Linked DNA regions of Mus musculus: all the other regions are linked to region 1. The links are chromatin contacts, called in public ChIA-PET and promoter capture Hi-C maps. All regions are on one chromosome and are shown on one strand. The core of a region is the stretch at or near the end of the contact, and the rest is flanking DNA. Distances in the headings are between cores, read along the strand shown. Region 1 holds the start of Kng1 (kininogen 1). Region 2 holds the start of Hrg (histidine-rich glycoprotein). Region 3 has its middle 19 kb from the start of Hrg.

Region 1 (2,595 bases), core at 25-2,524:
AAATGTAAATTCTTAATTTTTATCTTAAGAGTGTGAGTGTATGCCCAAATGTATGTATGTATACTATGTGTGCCTGGTGCCCAGGATGGCCAGAAGACACACTGTAGTCCCTGGAACTGGAGTTAGAGATGGTTGTGACTACCATAAGTGCTGGGAGCTGATCCCAGCCCCCTGCTCACATGAGTAGCCAGTACTCTGAACCACTGAGCCATCTCTCTAGTCTGTAAACTTAATTTTAAAAAATCTTAAAGAAAGTTTTTCTCTAATTTATGCACCCTGCTTTCATTCCTTTCCTACCTGCGTGCACTGACAAAGCAGTAAGAATATAGAGAAAACCTGCCAAAGTGTGCTCCGGATGGAGTGTAGGTGGCAGAGTCCTGAGGTTGATTCCCCAGTATCACAGAAACCTGGCATGGGGGCACAAGCCTGTATGTGTAGCACCAGGGAGATGAAGGCAGGAGGATCAAAAGTTTAAGATCATTGTCAGCTACACAGCAAGTTTGTTGTTAATCTAAAGCTAAATGACACCATGGCTCCACCTCCCTGCCCCCCAAACTAAAGAAAGCTAGTGGAAACATTACTATTAAGCTCAATGAATCAGCCACACACAGGCAGTGCTAGATACTTGGTCCAAGGCAATAATGTCAGCTCTCTTCTTACTCCCTGTATTCATCCCAGGAGGGAACTCTCCCTTAAGTCTGGAAAATGGCTAAGTTCACAGATGCAGTGGATTCCCCTACTGCAAGCTGACTGCATTGCTGGATTCCCCACTATGCCTGTCCCTTTTGAACATCTCCATCTTTTGTGGTTTCTTTCTTCCTGGGATACTGCTTTCATGATCGCCCAGGAAGACTAAGGACGGGCCATCTCCAACCTCTACCCCTGTGCCTGAGAGCACCAATTACAAGTGGTTTCACAGGAAAGCTGTTACTCACCGTTTTAGTGCCCTCGATCACTCGGTGCAACATATACTGGTTGCCACTTTTTACCCCAGGGTTAAACTGCTTCAGAGAGAAATCCACAGCCTGAAATACAGCCTCATCATTGCAGTCAATTTCCTGCGCTTCTTCTCCCTGTGTTAAAGTCAGCAGGAGTCCGGAGCAGAGGAGCAGTGTAGTAATGAGCTTCATGATTTAAGGGTCCCTCTAGAACTGAGGGACTGTTTTGCCAAGAATGGGAAACCAACTCAGAAGCTGATTTTGGCAGCCTCTGGGCTCTGATCTCTCCTGCCTCAGCTCTCTCTGCCTCACCACTTAGGCCCCTATTTAGATTCCTGAGGTCACGCCCCTTGTGTGCCCTCTTCCCAGAGAACAAACAGGACTCTGCTCAATGTCCAACCAGGTATGGAGCTGGAGAATTGCAACATGGGATTGTTGACCTGTTTGTCTGCCTTTGTAAAGAATGTGGGAGTGCAAAGCCCATTTCTAAAACATTGCTCAACTCTCCACAGTGAATTAAAGCAGAAACCAGTAAAAGGAGCTAAAACCAACAACCATTTCCAGTATCCTCTTGCTACTCTTGGCCCAGTTACAAAGGGCTCTGCATAAATATACATTGAAGACAATGTAGAAATACCTCCTACACAATATTGCTTGTGGCATGTCAGAGTGTACAGACACAAGGTTTTGTCAGCTCTGGTGTGTTCTTGAAAAGCACATGTGCAGGACCATCAGTCACATGCTGGGAGCTCCACCCAGGACACTAGCAAATCTGACAAATCATGGGCATCCTGTCTGGCCTCTGGCCATGCCAACCTCTCTGCTGGGTTCTATTGGTCTATGTGAAGAAGGGGTGGGGCCAGCAGATTCTCACCTGATTCAAGTGCTTGCCTCACAAGCCTCAGGCTGGCAAGCAGAGTTTGAAGCCAGGAGTTCACAGAACACCTCTGGATGGTGACACACAATTGTAACCCTGGTATTCCTACTTTAATCCAGAAGGGGAAGGCCAGAGGATCACCAGGAAGTTTAGGTACCCTGGAGTTTGTAAGCAAGAAAAGCAAAGAGACCTGTCTTACCAAGGTGTCCGGGGAGGCATCCACTCCTGAGAGCTCTCTGACATCCACATGTGGGCTGTGGCTTTTGTGTGCCTGCATACACACATTCTCATCCTTTCTCTGTCTCTCTCACAAATACAGAATAATACTGATAATAATAATTTAAAAAAGGAATAAAAGAAAAGAAAGGAAAGACAGATGGAAGGAAATTAGGAAATAAGAAAAAGAAGAAATAAAAGTAATAAAGAAATCTCAAAAGTTGGCTTCTGTGTGGTTGATGGGAATTTCTAGTGTGAGCTGGAGTCTGCCTGAGAGGCCCGGAGGCCTGGAGCCAGGTGCTGTCACCGTGTGCTGAATGGGAACTTTATAGAAGTGCAGCAGGAACAGGCACTGGGCCAGAGGTCCTAAGGAATGCCAATGTAGCTCTACCCATGACCTTCTATGTGACTCGGTCTGTACAGGTGTGTGCACATATGCCAGTGTGCATGAGTTTCATGCTTGGCTGAGTGTGTGCCTCAGTCTCCGTGTATGTGTTCTTCTGTGTGTCCGGATGTGAACAAGTGTAGGTTTGTATCTCTGCCCATGTGTGTATGAGTCAGAGT
Region 2 (2,595 bases), core at 38-2,537, 110 kb after region 1:
CATATCCCTATCACCTGCCTCTGTCTCCTCAGTCCCATTGTGCCCCCTCCTCCCACTTTCTGTACTGCCATTCAGAGGTAGCGTCATTCTCTTTGACGCTGTGTCAGACAAATGTGATAGAGTGTGACAGATGCTCTTTAAATTGTTGGTTGTCTTAAGTTGCTGTGTTCCGGTTTTCTTTCTGCGTTTGGCAGTGGCTCCCAATGCTGTAAAAAGTATAAACTGCTTTGTGCGTTATCTGCAGTTGTCCCTGCTCTGGCTTCCTGATTTTAGACATTCCATCGTAGAAAATATATGAAATTGTTATTGTTGTTGTTACTATTATTGCTGCAGGGGGAGGAAACAGCATCTCTCCATAGTCCCGATTAACCTATCAAATTCGGTCTAAACAACCATACAAGTGAAGACAGTAAGCTTGGCTTCAAGATAAGCCCATACTCTCTTCCAACTTCACACTGAGCTCAGCCTTTCCAGAGCCCTACTGAACTTCTGTAATCCCTGCCTGCTTGTTCAATTGCTTTGCAGTATCACTCTTCCTGATTGTCTGCTTACCTTGAGGAGATGTGGTGTTGGAATACACTTATTCAAATCCCATCTATCCTCCAGAACATACCAGCACATTTCCCTTTCCGGATTAAAAGATCTGTCATTAAATCGCTCCAATATCTTTGGCATGGATATGGTCACAAAAATATCCTATTTTTCACAGTTGGCCTATGTGAATTTTGCGGACTATTATTTTCTTGAGAAGCACGGCTAACTCTAGTTTCCTTTTCAAAGTTCCCACTGTTCTATGGGCTCTATGGTGCTTCAGAATAGTTACAGATTGATGCATAGTTACTGATATGCCAATAACAAAAGTTAGTTTCAAGGCAAACCCAACAATTTAGAGCACACCTCAGAAACTAAACAGGAAACCTGATGAAGGTTGTTAATTACGCAAAGCAGTCTGCTCCTCCAATCCCTTTCCCACCTTCCACATTGTCTCCCAGCTCAACTCCTCCATTGGCCATGTCTTACCGCTCTGTCCAAGTGGGCGTCAGAGACCCGCAGCAGCTCGAAAACATAGCCACTCCTCCGCCCTTTATTGATCAGGTCTAGAACTTTCTCAGCCAGAGGCTCAGAAGCATCACAGTTGGTGGGACTCAGGGCATGGGAACACTGCAGGGTGACTAGAAGCAATGCTGTGGTGAGCACCTTCATTGTGCTAAACCATCCTTGACTGTGGTCCACCATAGCAGAGAGAATTCTACCGTGATGCACACTCAATTGATAAAGGTCTTTATAGATTTTTTGTTGTATAACTGGGCATGTTCACTTTGACCCCAGGTTCAAATATCTGTCAACAGTCTGTAAATAATTAGTGTAGAGAAAGTTGAGACATAACACCAATGAGTGGGTAAAATCATCATTTGTGCAATATGCTATATCTGGTGGGTAACTGATTCAGGGTGTGTTTAACCCAAAGCACTTATTGTGTTGTTATGGTGGAGTTGGGAATAAGTTTTCTTATAGCTGTCTCATTTGGAAATCTCTATTGTCAGCTGCATCTTTGGATTATGGCGCTAAAATTCCTTAGCCAAACACAGGAAAATTATCTGAGGCAGGTAACCCATCCCACAGCCTGCCTCTTGAAGGGCCTGGCCTTCAGCTGTGACTGTGGAATCAGATGGACATTTGACACTGTTATCTTATTACTGTGTAATGCTTTAGAACCCCTCTGCCTTAGTCACTGTTCTATTGCTGTGAAGCGACACCATGACCATGGCAACTCTTATCAAAGAAAGCATTTCATTGGAGCTTGCTTTCAGTTTTAGAGGTTTAGTCCCTTATCATCATTGTGGGAAGCATGGTGGCATGCAAAGACAGACATGGTATTGGATATCGCTACAAGTTTTACATCTGGATCCACAGGCAGAAGCCACTGGGCCTGGCTTGGCCTTTTGAAACTTCAAAGCCCACCCTGAGTGACACATTTCCTCTAACAAGGCCACATTCACTCCAACAAGGCCACACCTCTTAATTCTTCTCAAGTAGTGCCATTCTCTATGCCTACGCATTCCGACACATATAAGCCTATGTGGGGATGTCTTAATTAAGCTCCTATTGTCATGATGGAACACCATGACCAAAAGCAACTTGGGGAGGAGAGGGTTTATTTGCCTCATATTTCTATATCAACAGTCATCATTGAAGGAAGTCGGGACAGGCAATCAGCACAAGGAACTGGAGGTGGGCGTTGATACAGAGACCCTCGATAAGTGCTGCTTACTTGCTTGCTCCTTATGGCTTGCTCAGTCTGCTTTCTTATAGAACCTATTGGGGAGTGGCCCCACCAATAGGCTGGGCCTGTCCCCATCAATCACTAATTAAGAAAATACTCTAAAGGCCTGCCTATAACCCAATCTTATGGAGGCATTTTCTTAATGGAGGTTCCCTCCTCTAAGATAACTTTAGCTTGTGTCAGGTTGACATACTATCCAGCACGGCGGGGGGGGGGGGGCATTCTTATTCAAACCACCACATCCTTTGACTCTTAGGTTTTTTATTTATGAAATGTGAATTGATAGTTCTTGGCAATGCCATGCAATGAAT
Region 3 (2,595 bases), core at 68-2,567, 88 kb after region 1:
CCCCACCCCCAGGGGAGCTGCAACAACACTGCTGAAGTTTCCTCTCTGAGCTTTGTGGTTCCTGGACATCCTTGTCCCAGGATGCTCTTCCATTGAGACTCTATCCCTTAGAACTGTCTGATTCCTGAGTTTCCTGTCTCAGGTTATCTTCTATTGGGAAATTTTCTTCCCTCAGAGCTGTATGGTTCCTGGGCTTCTGAGTCTCAGGATACCCTCCTATCTGAGCAGAAACACTTATGTTCATACTATGCTTATATTATCCCTGCCCTCTTTTATGTAAACCCTGGTTTACATGTATGTACATATATGAGTTCAGCACGTCTGGGTGAAGCTGGGCATAGGGTGAAGCCTGGAATCCCAGTAGCACACTTGGTGGATTGAGACAGGCGGACCTTGAGTTCAAGGCCAGAAGAGCTACAGAATGAGGCCCTGTTTACCACAGTTTAACCTCCTGAATCAAACAAACCTGTGTCCATTAGGGCTTTCTTTTTATCCTTATGGTATCAATGGATTAGTTTTGTTTTGTTTTGTTTTCCTGCTGGAATAACTTAATTAATCCAAAGAAAGGATCTTTTAAAATAAAATTTATTATATTATTTATCTTTTTGAAAGCTTTTTAATTTTAATTTTAAGTGTATAACTGCTTGCCTGAATGTCTCTGTCTGTCTGTCTGTCTGTCTATGTCTGTCTATATGTATGTATGTATCTATGTATACTACAAGTGTGCCTGGTGCCCAAGGTGGCCAGAAGATGCACCATAGTCCCTAGAACTAAAGTTATAGATGGTTGTGAGCTACCATGGGAGCTGGGGACTGAGCCTAGGTTTCCCCTCCCCTGCAAGAGTAGCCAGTACCCTGAACCACTGAGCCGTCTCTCCAGTCTGTGAACATTATATTAAAAAAAAATCTTAAGGATTTTCTTTCCCTCTAATTTATGCATCCTACTTTCATTTGTTTCCTCCTGAGTGCACTGACGAGGAAATAAAAGTTATAGTAGAAACCTGTCCAAGTGTGCTCAGGATGCAGCTCAGGTTGTAAAGTCCTGGCCTAGCATGTACAGAGTTTGAGCTTACTTCCCCAGTACCACATGAACCGGGCGTGACAGCCCATGCCTGTATTCACAGCACTAGGGAGGTGGAGGCAGAAGGATCAAAAGTTTAAGGTCATTGTCAGCTACACAGCCAGTTTGTGATTAGTCTAAAGCTAATGCCTTTGCTTTCTCTGCCTCACCACTAGGGTCCCTATTTATATTCCTGTGTTCCTTAGTTCTTTGCCCTCTTTCTGGAGAACAAATAGGACTCTGCTCACTGTCCAGGCAGATTTCAGGCTGGAATATTGCAACCCCGGGGTTGCTGACCTGCATCTTTGCCTTTGGAAAGAATGTGTAAGTACAGAGCACATTTCTAAAACATTGCACCACAAAAAGATAGGCTCAAGTGGCATATTATACTATATTATGTTATACTATATTCTATTCCAAAAGTCAGTATTACTAATAATAAAAATTAAAGCTTGTAGGATGGTGGTGGCCCATGCCTTTCATCTCAGCACTTGGGAGGCAGAGGCAGGCACATTTGTGAGTTCAAGGTGTGGCTGATGTACAGAGTTCCAGGACAGCCAGGGCTACACAGAGAAACCCTGTCTCAAAAAAGAAAACAAAAGAAAAAGAAGAAAACCTTACTCTGTAGCAGACTGAGTAAAGAGTCTGGTTAAGAGTGGCATTTACTATGTGCAAGCTTATAAACTGTTCTCCAAAAGCAGTGATGGTGGGCAGATCGGTGTAGGAAGTCATGTGCTCCTGGTTGACACATTTTCTACTTTCTTTTTTTTTTTTTCCATTTTTTATTAGGTATTTAGCTCATTTACATTTCCAATGCTATACCAAAAGTCCCCCATATCCACCCACCCCCACTCCCCTGCCCACCCACTCCCCCTTTTTGGCCCTGGTGTTCCCCTGTACTGGGGCATATAAAGTTTGCAAGTCCAATGGGCCTCTCTTTCCAGTGATGGCCGACTAGGCCATCTTTTGATATATATGCAGCTAGAGTCAAGAGCTCCGGGGTACTGGTTAGTTCATAATGTTGTTCCACCTATAGGGTTGCAGATCCCTTTAGCTCCTTGGCTACTTTCTCTAGCTCCTCCATTGGGAGCCCTATGATCCATCCATTAGCTGACTGTGAGCATCCACTTCTGTGTTTGCTAGGCCCCGGCATAGTCTCACAAGAGACAGCTACATCTGGGTCCTTTCAATAAAATCTTGCTAGTGTATGCAATGGTGTCAGCGTTTGGATGCTGATTATGGGGTGGATCCCTGGATATGGCAGTCTCTACATGGTCCATCCTTTCATCTCAGCTCCAAACTTTGTCTCTGTAACTCCTTCCATGGGTGTTTTGTTCCCAAATCTAAGGAGGGGCATAGTGTCCACACTTCAGTCTTCATTCTTCTTGAGTTTCATGTGTTTAGCAAATTATATCTTATATCTTGGGTATCCTAGGTTTGGGGCTAATATCCACTTATCAGTGAGTACATATTGTGTGAGTTTCTTTGTGAATGTGTTACCTCACTCAGGATGATGCCCTCCAGGTCCATCCATTT

The links. Promoter capture Hi-C pulls out the DNA fragments that hold promoters and counts their contacts. ChIA-PET counts read pairs in DNA pulled down with a chosen protein or histone mark.
Region 2: a promoter capture Hi-C map of liver shows a contact between it and region 1. The contact joins the promoter of Hrg here to the promoter of Kng1 in region 1. A contact is called at or near these places in 6 of 39 promoter capture datasets (embryonic stem cells, liver, neural stem cells and 2 more), 2 of 15 datasets of contacts at CTCF or cohesin (the NIH/3T3 cell line and embryonic stem cells), 12 of 484 Hi-C or Micro-C datasets (the G1E-ER4 cell line, the N1E-115 cell line, embryonic stem cells and 3 more), 2 of 115 datasets of contacts at active chromatin or transcription factors (embryonic stem cells and hepatocytes) and 3 of 9 other capture datasets (adipose tissue, embryonic stem cells and liver).
Region 3: a contact with region 1 is called in an H3K27ac ChIA-PET map of liver, with 8 times the contacts expected there. The contact joins the enhancer-like site here to the promoter of Kng1 in region 1. A contact is called at or near these places in 6 of 39 promoter capture datasets (embryonic stem cells, liver, neural stem cells and 2 more), 2 of 15 datasets of contacts at CTCF or cohesin (the NIH/3T3 cell line and embryonic stem cells), 14 of 484 Hi-C or Micro-C datasets (the G1E-ER4 cell line, the HL-1 cell line, the N1E-115 cell line and 4 more), 3 of 115 datasets of contacts at active chromatin or transcription factors (embryonic stem cells, hepatocytes and liver) and 1 of 9 other capture datasets (embryonic stem cells).

The regions. Positions count from the first base shown.
Region 1 is chr16:23,056,979-23,059,573 of GRCm38.p6, reverse strand. Kng1 (kininogen 1) reads right to left here and starts at 1,274. Exons shown (of 11, transcript NM_023125.3): 1 at 936-1,274. The coding sequence starts at 1,130.
Region 2 is chr16:22,949,764-22,952,358 of GRCm38.p6, reverse strand. It overlaps Hrg (histidine-rich glycoprotein), which reads right to left and starts at 1,287. Exons shown (of 7, transcript NM_053176.2): 1 at 1,021-1,287. The coding sequence starts at 1,236.
Region 3 is chr16:22,968,918-22,971,512 of GRCm38.p6, reverse strand. No RefSeq gene overlaps it. Among named protein-coding and RNA genes, the nearest start is that of Hrg, 19 kb to the right of the region's middle. Within about 2 kb of position 1,317, at least 1 of the 459 cell types and tissues checked has an H3K27ac peak or open chromatin away from gene starts, as enhancers often do. A contact at or near this core is called in liver, where this site is marked.